Regions from separate parts of the Mus musculus genome. Here all the other regions are linked to region 1. A link is a contact called in public Hi-C data. All regions are on one chromosome and are shown on one strand. Each heading gives the region's core, a stretch centred on a gene start, on an enhancer-like site or on the middle of the called end of the contact. The rest is flanking DNA. Distances are from core to core; before and after follow the strand shown.

Evidence for each region. Hi-C and Micro-C count contacts between places; a contact is called where the count stands out from the background.
Region 2: a contact with region 1 is called in a Hi-C map of regulatory T cells, with 5 times the contacts expected there. The contact joins the promoter of Cyp39a1 here to the promoter of Mocs1 in region 1. A contact is called at or near these places in 1 of 39 promoter capture datasets (pre-B cells) and 2 of 484 Hi-C or Micro-C datasets (CD4 T cells and regulatory T cells).
Region 3: a contact with region 1 is called in a Hi-C map of muscle stem cells, with 4 times the contacts expected there. The contact joins the promoter of Mmut here to the promoter of Mocs1 in region 1. A contact is called at or near these places in 2 of 484 Hi-C or Micro-C datasets (CD4 T cells and muscle stem cells).

The regions. Positions count from the first base shown.
Region 1 is chr17:49,426,716-49,430,362 of GRCm38.p6, forward strand. It overlaps Mocs1 (molybdenum cofactor synthesis 1), which reads left to right and starts at 1,649. Exons shown (of 11, transcript NM_020042.2): 1 at 1,649-1,849. The coding sequence starts at 1,727.
Region 2 is chr17:43,665,276-43,668,657 of GRCm38.p6, forward strand. Cyp39a1 (cytochrome P450, family 39, subfamily a, polypeptide 1) reads left to right here and starts at 2,097. Exons shown (of 12, transcript NM_018887.4): 1 at 2,097-2,519. The coding sequence starts at 2,334. Slc25a27 (solute carrier family 25, member 27) reads right to left here and starts at 1,939. Exons shown (of 9, transcript NM_001357122.1): 1 at 1,625-1,939. The coding sequence starts at 1,727.
Region 3 is chr17:40,932,602-40,936,181 of GRCm38.p6, forward strand. It overlaps Mmut (methylmalonyl-Coenzyme A mutase), which reads left to right and starts at 2,084. Exons shown (of 13, transcript NM_008650.3): 1 at 2,084-2,178. It overlaps Cenpq (centromere protein Q), which reads right to left and starts at 1,973. Exons shown (of 9, transcript NM_031863.4): 1 at 1,782-1,973; 2 at 480-614; 3 at 195-249. The coding sequence starts at 578.

The DNA of each region.
Region 1 (3,647 bases), core at 399-2,898:
TTCTGCTGACAAATGCAGGCAGAGATAGCCGTAGTGGTGGGCAGCGTGTCAGCCATTCTCAGGGGATCCCCAGGCCTCTCGCAGATCCTGACAGACATGCCCCACCAAATCCATTCCAATTCAAGCTGATACTTTTTTTCCCCATAATGCTACTCAAAGTTGAGACAGGACAAAACAATCTGGAGAAGGCTTATCTGACTATCCAGACAAAACCACCCCTGCTTTTACAATAACCAGCCTGTATTTGTAAAAATCAGCGATGTCCTGTTATTCTTCCGTCGCCGAGGAACTGTCAGTTCTTCTGGATTGTATGCCATACTTCCTCTTCCAACTACAGCTCACACATGCTCTATGCTGGTCGTGGCTTCATGGTACCTGAGCACAGGTAACCAGTCACGTGCCAGAATGTAGAACAAGATAAGATGTAAGTTATGATTCTAATCAGAGAAGAGCCTAACTATATGGCCAATGTAGTTGTAAATATATTTTGAATCTGAGTCTTCTTTCTGGGAGCATGGGACTGGGAGAAAGAACCAGGCCTAACTTCTACAAGGTTTGGGCAGTTTAATCAGCTACACAGCTCTGGAAAAATTGCCTCCACTCTCTGAGACTTTTTTCCTTAATTGCTACACAAACTTTCTATCCACACCAGGGTCATGGGATTGATGGTTAGCTCAGAGTTCTGTGTGTAGGGAGCAATTCGAGGGTCACCCATTCTTTTGTGTCTTCCTTTCATAAATCTGTTTTTAAACGGAGAAACAAAGACTATTGATGTATGGGAGACACAACTAGAGTGTCCATAAGAAGGGAGCTGAGATACAAGCAGAGTCTGGTGTAGGGTAAAGTGAAGGCAATTAGTAAAGTTGATGTTTTTAAATAGAATATTGGTATTTTACTGGCGCACCCAAGCAGATTTTTATGTATTGAGATATTATTTGACTTAAGACTATGTCATAAAGTAGCATGCTATTTTGTATGCTAACTTAAAAAATAAGTTAAGGGACTAGAAAGATGGCTCAGTGGTTAAGAGGCCTGACGGCTCTTCCAGGGGACCATCACCCATATGGTATCCTACAACCATCTGTAACTCAGGTTCCAAGGGATCCGACGCCCCCTGCTGGTGTCTATGGCCACCAACTGCGCCATGGTGCACTTAAGGGTGGGCAGGCAAACTCTCATACATTAAAAAATAATTTAAAGAGTAAAAAAAAGAAAATATTATTTTCATTGGAGTCAGAGTTGAAGGGCTGTAATCCCAGCACTCGGGAAGCAGATGCAGAAGGCGATCTGTACATTTGAAGCCATCCTGGTTTACAAAGCGAGTTCCAGGGCAGCCAGGGTTACACCTTTGAGACACTGTGTAAGGGTCTCTACTCCCCTGCATAACGAAAAGAAAAAAAAAAGTATAACGTGCCTAGAAGTTTTTATGTCACCCCTTTAAATTCTGCATCTAAAGACAGCTTAAATCCAAGACCAAGCAAAGCTGAAGGAAAAGAACATAGCTCTCCCAGACTTGGCATTTCTGCACAAGAACACGCTTCCGTCCTGGAAGGGGGCGGAACGCGTGGACTACAACTTCCAGAGGGCAATGCGGAGAGGCACCCTCGCTGATTGGCTACTTGGGCGCCGCCCTCTGCTCCGCCCCTCCGAAATGACTCTGTTCCAGGTCCCGGGCTAGAGTGCTCTGGAGGCCCACTTCAGGCCGGGTACTTCCTTTGCTGACTTCATGGCGGCGCGGCCTGCGTTCGGAATAGTGCGGCAGCTCCTGAGGTCCAATGCTCGGGGTTGCAGCTCGGGGGCTCCGGTGACGCAGCCTCGCCCCGGGGAGCCCTCGAGACCTACCAGGGAGGTGAGCCCACCCAGCCCGCCTGCACACACCTACCTGGAGGGCGATCCAAGCCACCCTAATCTTCAGAATGCACTCTGTCCTGAGGCTTCCTTTGGGGAGGACCCTGGGCACTCACTGCTGGGTTGCTTGAGTTCACTCCTGCCCAGCGGGAAGGACTCCTCAGTTTCCCCTGCACCCCCTTCCCTGGAGAACCACCTAATAACAGGTAGCTGTGCTGCAGCAGGAAAAGGGGGTGCTATTAAGGAGTGAGAGTTAGGTTCCAGTGAGCTGTTCCAGCTTTCGCTTCCACCCAGTCTATTAAACATTATTCCTCACCTCCGGGGAGGAGGGTGCCAGTGCAGTCAGGTGTCCCCCGGACAACTGCTTCTTTGACAAGGACTAAAAAATATTGCTAGCCAGGTGTCCGGCACAGCCGGTTGTCACTTTGTTGTGGCAGGGTTCCATGACCTATCTTCTTTCTCTTGGGATGGGGTGGCCTCATTTGATGAGAACGAGAGCAAGATCAGGTTCCGTGATAAGGAGTTCCTGCCTGTCTTCATAGTGAGGGGCAGGGTCCTGTATTGCACTTCTCCGAGTGTTTCCAGTGACGGTAGGTCTTAAGTTTGTTGTTTTATCTAAATGGTTAGGGAAACCTGCGAAACTGTTCCATCCGCTTCTGTCTTCCAGAACTGAGCGTGAAGTCCCAGGACTCTGAATTTCACAATATTTGCCTCTCCCATCTTGCTCAAGACATAGGCAGGCTTATGTCAGAGCGTTCACTTCCTCAGACTTGCCTCTCTGGGATCCTCAGATAAAGCAGGCTTGTTGTTACAGGGCTCTCCAAACCCTTGAACTTTGTACTTGAGTGAAAAGCGCTAGGATAGCCAAGGCCACCATGGGAGCTCTTAAAAACCGATACTAGCAAAAAATAATTTTTTTCTTCCTCATCATGGATTTTGTGCTTTTTGTGAGGGGGCCTGTGCAGTGTGACTAGCTGATGGCCCCTTGGCCTCACACTCTCTCTTGGGGCACAGTAAAGGTGGGACCTTAAACAGAAACACCTGTGCTAGCCTCTCCCCTGGGGTGCTGTACTAGGTCCTGTTGGACACATCCTACCAGGGCAAGCAGTCATTCTTTCAGTGGTACCTCAGACATTGCTTTCTGCATATCTCACTTGGGACCGTCTTCCACTAATTGACAGTTCCTAGATGCTAGGTCTCCCTTCGCCTTTCTAAGTATTTCCTCCGGTGTTTCCCTCAGTGCATGTAGCCAGCCAAGCCAGCAAATGTCTTTTGGCTGCTTGAAGCACATCTAATGAGTTAGGTGGAGCAGTAGACAGAGCAAGGCCTAAGGAGACCTGTGATCTTATCTTTCGTTGGCCTCTAAGTTTACCTGGCTTCTAGTCTGTGCACTCACTTTCCCTTGCTTTCTGTCTATAAATCCAGAGGCTTAAACCGGCTCACCTTGTACAGGAGCATAGGGCATGAGATCTGTAAGAGCATCTTAGAGGTGAGGTGAAATGAGGTACTCAGCTCCTTTATAGAACTGCCAGTGGGCAGGAGCAGAGGTGCAAACATCCGCCACCCTCGCCCTGCCTTCCTTTCCTCCAGGGACCCTCTGCCTGCCCTTCACAGTGCTCTGGTGGGCTGAGGTGGGGAGCCATGGTGGATGCTCACTGGGCTTCCTGCGTGTGACGGTGTGGGTGTGAAAGAGAACTGAATCTTAGGTGGGAGCTGGCTGTGCAGAGTGGAAAGGGGGTCTTGGGGCAGTCTAAGGACGGGTGGACAGCTTCCACAGGCGCCTAAGGGAAATGGAGAGG
Region 2 (3,382 bases), core at 847-3,346, 5.8 Mb before region 1:
ACACACACACACACACACACACACACACCTTAAAAAGTGTCTTATCAACACATGAAACTGAGCAAAGTATGAAGAGGCAAGAGCTCTAAGTACAAATGCTGCTTCTCAGAACACATGTTTTCTTCCTTCCTTTTCCTTTGGTTACCTTGTGGCTGGGGCATTCGTGCTGAATCAGTGTGAACTCCCCTTTACCAACTAACTTTGATCCCTTGGCCTTCTGTCCCTATTCTTCACCCGTTTCTCCCCAACACATTTCACAGGACCGTTTCTGGACAAGCCACTGAGCTTTCAGGGAGCCATCAAACCACTAATGCAGCTCATCACTCGGCTGACTCGTTTTAGATGTCTTTAGAAGCTGGTGAATTTTATTTAGGAAAATCAATGATTAAGGAAAATAAAATTGTGTTAGCTTTGATTAGAAAGAAGACAAATAGATGGGCCAAAGGCAAGAAAGGAAGAGTCTAAAGGGCAAAGCAATAGGTAGTGTGCTGGCTATGCTAGGCATAAAAATAAATAAAGCTCCGCTAGAGACGGTTGGATAACATTTTCAAATAACTAATGCACCAGAGACATTTTCCTTTTTCTTTCTTTCTTTTTTTAATGGACAAAAAAATGTAAGGGTAATCTCAAATAGCTTCACAGAGACCACAGGTTGTACTCAAAACCTCCCTGCCCCCTTCCTGAAAAACAACAACAACCACAACAACACCCCCACCCTTTGCTCATGCCATAGTGCCGTAATCCACTTTAGGTGGTCTGTTTATTTACTTATTTATTTATTTGTTGTTGTTGTTTGTTTCTTTGAACTCACTTAGGCAGATGGATCTGTCTTGTTTTGTTTTGTTCCTATAATGTTCTTGGAACACACAGAAATAGCTTCTCTGCAACAGGCAGCAGCTGTAAATAAATGTCTTTCTCTGCATGTGCCACCCCCCACCCGCCACCCCACTGAGCCTGGAAGAAGGCCACACTGGGGTTTTTTGCAATTGTATATCCAGGACCCACTACTGCATCAACTGGAATAATGCTGCCCCTACCTTGCATTTACCACATATAAAAATTACTTCTCAGAATTCCCCTTAACGGGTATAGGCTCAGAGAAGTGATGTGGCTGACTGGCATTAAGCAAATGTTCCAGAGGGATGGTTAACAATTGGAGTCCCTCAAGGTAGGACTCACTGTCCCCCTTCCCCCAACTCAAATCTTAAAGACTCCCGAGGCAGCATAAGACTATAAACCACAAAAAACGATCCCAGGGAGGATGAAAAAGAAAAAAACAAACCAAAACCAAACCAAAAAACTGTGAACAAATGGATTATGGTTCTATAAAGGTCATCCTTACGAAAGGGGAAATGTTTCCTAGAGAGGTATAGGGCTCATGAAGAGCCCAAGAGTACTCACTCAGGCATAAGACAACATCCCTGGGGATGGGAAGACAAGGACCCTGGACACCTCCAATCCACGCTCCTCCCGAAGCTGGCCTACTGGGCACCTGACCACATCCTTGCGAGGGTCCAACCTCTGAAGATGCACTCCAGCCAGGAGTGAGGCTGCCCGCCCATCCCTCCCCCAGCACGATGCCGCAGCCACTCGCTGGGGAGGCCGAGGCGGGGGCGGCCGGTACCTAGCTCGGCCACGGTTGCGGCGCAGCCGGACAGTAGGAACTTGCTCGTCCGGGGCCATCTCTGCGTGAGCGGCAGCAGCTTCTCCTCCTCGGCGATAGGCATTCAGCAGCAAGTCAGGACCACTGGGCACCGCTGGTCGCCTGGGAACCTGCCACCCTGCCGGCGCCGCCCCTTTTCAGCCCGAGAGAGGTCAGGTCAGGACCATGTGCCTTTATTACGCTCTGCAAAGGCGCCGCCCGCCTGGTAGCTGGACCGGTCCGGCGGCCTCAGGTGCTGAAAAACAAAGCCGCACCCAAGAGGCTTCTGGGAAATGTAGTTCTTGGGGGCTCAGCGACTTCTCTGATTGGCTGGTAGCTAGGCGCCCGCTGCAAACAGCTAGTTTACTCGAGCTCCGCCGCCTCAGGATGTGTTCCCGCCTCCTCCGTCCCAGCCCAGCCCAGCCCAGTTCAAATCAAAGCTTTTTTTTTTTTTTTTTTTTTTTTTTTTTTTCTCATAATTTGAAAGCCGTGGGAAGGTGGAAGATAGCCACAATGCAAAAATCACACAAAAACTGGGGCGGGGCAAAGGAACCACAGTTACGCAAGAGAATTTGTTTAAAAAGTTTCTCGGCTCAGAGTTTGCAAAACTGGGCGCATTTTCCTCAGTCGGCGGGGGACTAGGAGATTCCCCTGGAGAAGGACGTTTTCAAACGTCTGTTGATTCTGGAAGATGGGCATTATGGAGTTATTCTCACCAATAGCAATCGCCGTTCTGGGAAGCTGTGTTCTTTTCTTATTCTCTCGGTTGAAGAATTTGCTTGGACCCCCGTGCATCCAAGGCTGGATTCCCTGGATTGGAGCTGGACTTGAGTTTGGGAAAGCCCCTCTTGAATTTATAGAAAAAGCAAGAATCAAGGTATGTAGCAGTGACAGGGAGTTTGGAGGGAGGTAGTATTTCCTTTTCTAATTTTTCTTTTATTAAACTCAGTGTTGGAACATTGGGCATACACATACTTCCGGCAATTCGTCTACTCTGTTTCTCTACATACCTTGTTGGAAATAGTCAGGTCTTTTGACTGTTAGTAATTCCCTGCAGTTAATTCTAAGTGGGTGTTTATTAACATTGCAGATGTAAGCTTGTAGTTTGGGGGCGGCGACAGAAGAGTTTCCATGATTTCAGTTTGTGAAAACGAGTAATAAATTTGTATCACAAGTAGAGGTAACTCTACGATTTTATAAAACTTGATTTGCTAAATTGATCTTTACAGATTAAAAGCTCCCCAATATTCTTTCTTTCTCTCCCCATCCCTACCACCAGATACTATTTTATTGGTGAGTTCCTCCCTCCCTTATTCCCTGCCCTGAGGAAATAAGTAATGGATTCCACTGTAAGGGTTTTTTTTTTTTTTTTTTTTCCCATAAAGCAGCTACTGAATGTTGAACAGTTTAGAGAAGGCACTTTTACTGGCTGGCCTTTTAATTTCTATTCATATTTTGGCGGCCAAGATCTTACTGTGGTTTTGGTTGGGAAGCCAGCATGGTGGATGAAGTGCTTTCTGCAGCAACCACAAAAACCTGAGTCCATACCTCAACCCCTCCAGGTTCAGTGAGAGAGGCTTTGTCTCAAAAACTGAGGTGGAGGGCCAGCAAGAGGGCTCGGTGGGTAAAGGTGTCTGCTGCCAAGCCTGGCATCTTGAGACTGAACCTTAGAACCCACATGGTGGAAGGAGAGAATCAGCTCTCTCAGATTGTTCTCAGACCCCCACATGGGCGCTGTGA
Region 3 (3,580 bases), core at 834-3,333, 8.5 Mb before region 1:
TCAGAATGAGGGATAATAATTTGTCTCCTAGTTCCTTTCGATGTGACAGGCAAACCTCTATATATTTGCTGTTAGAATTAATATTGAGGATGTGACTGTTTATGCTCACCTTTTACCATTTCTGAACTCAAAACCAAGATACTGAAACATTTTTCATGAAAAGCAGTAGAAGACACTTTAATACAGAACAATACCTTTAGAGGACAGATGCTTTGCATGACTTCTGTTTCTTTTTGCTGTGTTTCCAACCTAGAGTCATACAAACAAACAACAGATAAAAAGATGGTTTTGCAACACATACTCCATGTATACAAATACTATACCTTCCAGGAGGTAGAAAAAAGTATTGTAGATATGATAAACAAAGAATGCACTAAAGTTTGTGATATGAATTACAATGTGTAGTAAAACTGACTTTTAGCCCTTTGAAGGGAAATAGATATTTCTAATTAAAGAGATCTGAAAGAAAGAGATCTTACCTCATTCTCTGGCAAATCCGCTTCCTTATTGGCTCTTTGTTTCAAACTTCTTTTCACCTGTTGAGGTTTTTTCCTAGAAGCACGTGCTTTACCAGACATTTTCATCTAAACAGTATAATCACAACGATACATAGTCTGCAAAGGTGAAAAATATAATTATAATATAAATATAATTTTTGTTGAAAAGAGTACATAAATTTTTAAAAAATTTATTCTTCTCTCATGCAATACATCTGACCATAGTTTCCTCTCCCACTCCTCAAGTCATGGGTCCCTTTTCTTTCCCCAAACCACTGCTTCTGCGTTTCCTTTCATAAAACAACAGGGCTCCCAGCGACATCAACCAAACATGAGGTAATAAGATGTAATCAGACTAGGCACAAACCATCATATCAAGGCTGGATAATGCAACCCAGAAATGAGGAAAAGGGTCTTCCAAGAGATGGCAAAAGAGCAGGAGATTCTCCTACTCCAACCTTTAGGAATCCCCCCAAAACACCAAGCTAAACAACATATATGGCAGGATGTAATACAGAAAACGCCTACATTGAATCATGAGACAGACATTGTAAGTATCGAAACCAGGGTCATGATTTCTACCTGTTGGGACCACTCAACTTGTGTTAATTTAAAAAAAAAAAAAGAAAGAAAGAAAGAAAGAAAAGAAAAGAAAAATTAAGATAGAAGATAAAAATTCCTTACTGTTCCCAGATCCACAGGAAATCATAGCTTAACAGTGGGTTGGTAGACACCGCTATGACTACAATTATTATGTATGAGATATACTAAATGCAATCAAATGACTTGTGGGCAGCTGTGGGGATATCTTTGGATTAATTAGCCAAGACGAAGAGAAATAAAGTGCTTAAATGAAACCAGCGTAAAGTCGGACGGCGTGACAGCTCAAAGAACATTTTTTTTTTTTTCTTTATGAATCAGCCCGTTCAGACTAGATCGAATCCTTATGGGAGGAGTGGAAAAAGGCGCTCCGCTTCGGTTTGCTTGTTGTTTTCTTGGCCGGTTTACTGAAACTAGTTTAAACCGACTTATCTCAACTTAAGCTGTTCATCTGCGAACCACTAACGAGAGTGAACTTGGGCTACTCTGTCCGTCGCTCCAGGACGAGGTACAGAGATTCAGGAACCAAGACCGGGAGGGTCAGGGGGACTAGAGAGGGAAGATCAATATTTTCACTCCACTCTGGGGTTATCTCAAACAGTTGCCCTAAATGGCAGAGACCTATTCAGACATTAGACATTGCCCCTTAAAAACAAAACAAAACAAAACAAAACGGAGTTTTACCACAAACGCGTGAGGCTCAAATTATCCCCTGGATCTGTCAGCCGCTTTATCGCTTCCTCGACTCTTCACAGTTGCTTCACGGATTCAAAAGGCGCGCTTCTGACTTAATCCGCCCAAACAACCGGAAAAGACGGAGAACTTCCAGGATCTGGGAACCGGAAGCGTCAGTGAGGAACGCAAACACACTTGTGTAGAGAAGGCCGGCCTGCGGAGCGTATGTCTTTACGTCATCAGACGCGCGCCCGCAATGTCCGGATTGGATTGGCTAATCCGAGGGCGGTGTTGGCTACGCCCCCTGATTTGATTGGCTGCCGAGCTCCTGCGGCGAGCGGGTGTGACCCCGGCGTCTGGGTTCGGTTCTGAAGTCCGGGCTTGGTCCGGGTGATCCCCAAACACTGTGAGTAAGCCCGTGCGCTGTGGAGCACGTCAGGCTTGCAGGATTCTTCTCTTATTGGCTTCATCTGCTCCACCTATCTATCTTGCTGTCCTTTCCTTCTTCTTCACGGATTTTCTGTGATAGGAAGCCGCCCCTGCTTGCTCCTGAAATATAGATGGTGACTGACTGGGTTCTCATTTCCCGCCAGGCTGGTGGAATTCGGAGGTCACCGCTGCAAAATGCCTTTCAACAGCGTGCTAGTCTTGTCGCTGTGCGTCCCTGGTTTCCCACGCACGCGCAGAGCAGAGGTTACTTGTTAGAGGTTCACAAGCTCATGTGGTTTCTAGGGTGTTTTTGCTAGAGGTAGTAAGACAGAAAGTTAGGTGACAGAAGGAAAAGATGAAAAGGAAAGGCGCGTCTAACCTGATTTAAAAAACAAAACAAAACACATAGCCTAACTTCTCCGTTTTGCCATTGAGAGCGTGACACATGCGTGTAATTTTCAACCGCCTGCTGATTTTCTTCCAACATAGTTTTGTGCTTAGTTATTTTTTAGGCCAGTCGTTCTCAACCCTCTTAATGCCAAGACCCTTCAGTACAGTGGTGACCCCCAACCATAAAATTATTTTTGTTGCTACATTGTAACTGTAATTTTGACACTTTTATGAATCGTAAATTGAATATTTTTGAAGATGGAGGTTTGCCAAGGAGTTATGACCCACAGGTTGAGAACAGTTGCTTTGGGCTAACAGTTCCTTTATGCTGTTAATTTTCTTGCCTTGTATAGTCACCACCTATGTATATTGAACAGTGTGAGGGGCTAGCTCTTCTGAGGTGTTACTATAACTTTCAAATTAATTACAAAATATTTAGAGAAAGCTCACAACAACAGTAATTGCACAGAGTGCTAGTTTCCACAGACATAATACATCATGTAATTTATGTCCAATAAAGGCTTCCTTTTTCTTTTCTGTGCTGTCATAAATGAATACTCCAGTAAGTTTCAATATGGAATATAGTAGTTCCATTCAATTCATTCGTTTGTTTATATTGTAACACACGTATTCTAACTGTGGATGTTTATGTTTCAGATTCTCTAATGCAAATAAACAGCAGAGAATTCCTATTCTATCTCTCACAATAGAAGCCTTCCCAGAATGGATGTTACCCAGTTTAAGGGGCTAGCATATCTGAGACGTTTCCTGTTTTGAAAGTTTACATTGTAAAGTAATTAGAACAGTATTGCGATGAGTGGCTTATGCGGCTTGTTTGGTGATCCATAATAAGTATTCAATAGTCATCAAGGCTTCACTAAGTTGATAGGTCAGAAATTATATGAAAAATAGAGTTTTAAACTCCCACTGTCCAATGCTGTGTAAAGCACCTGGCTAGGCAGCTGTATTAAAGAAATCTGTATCTGATT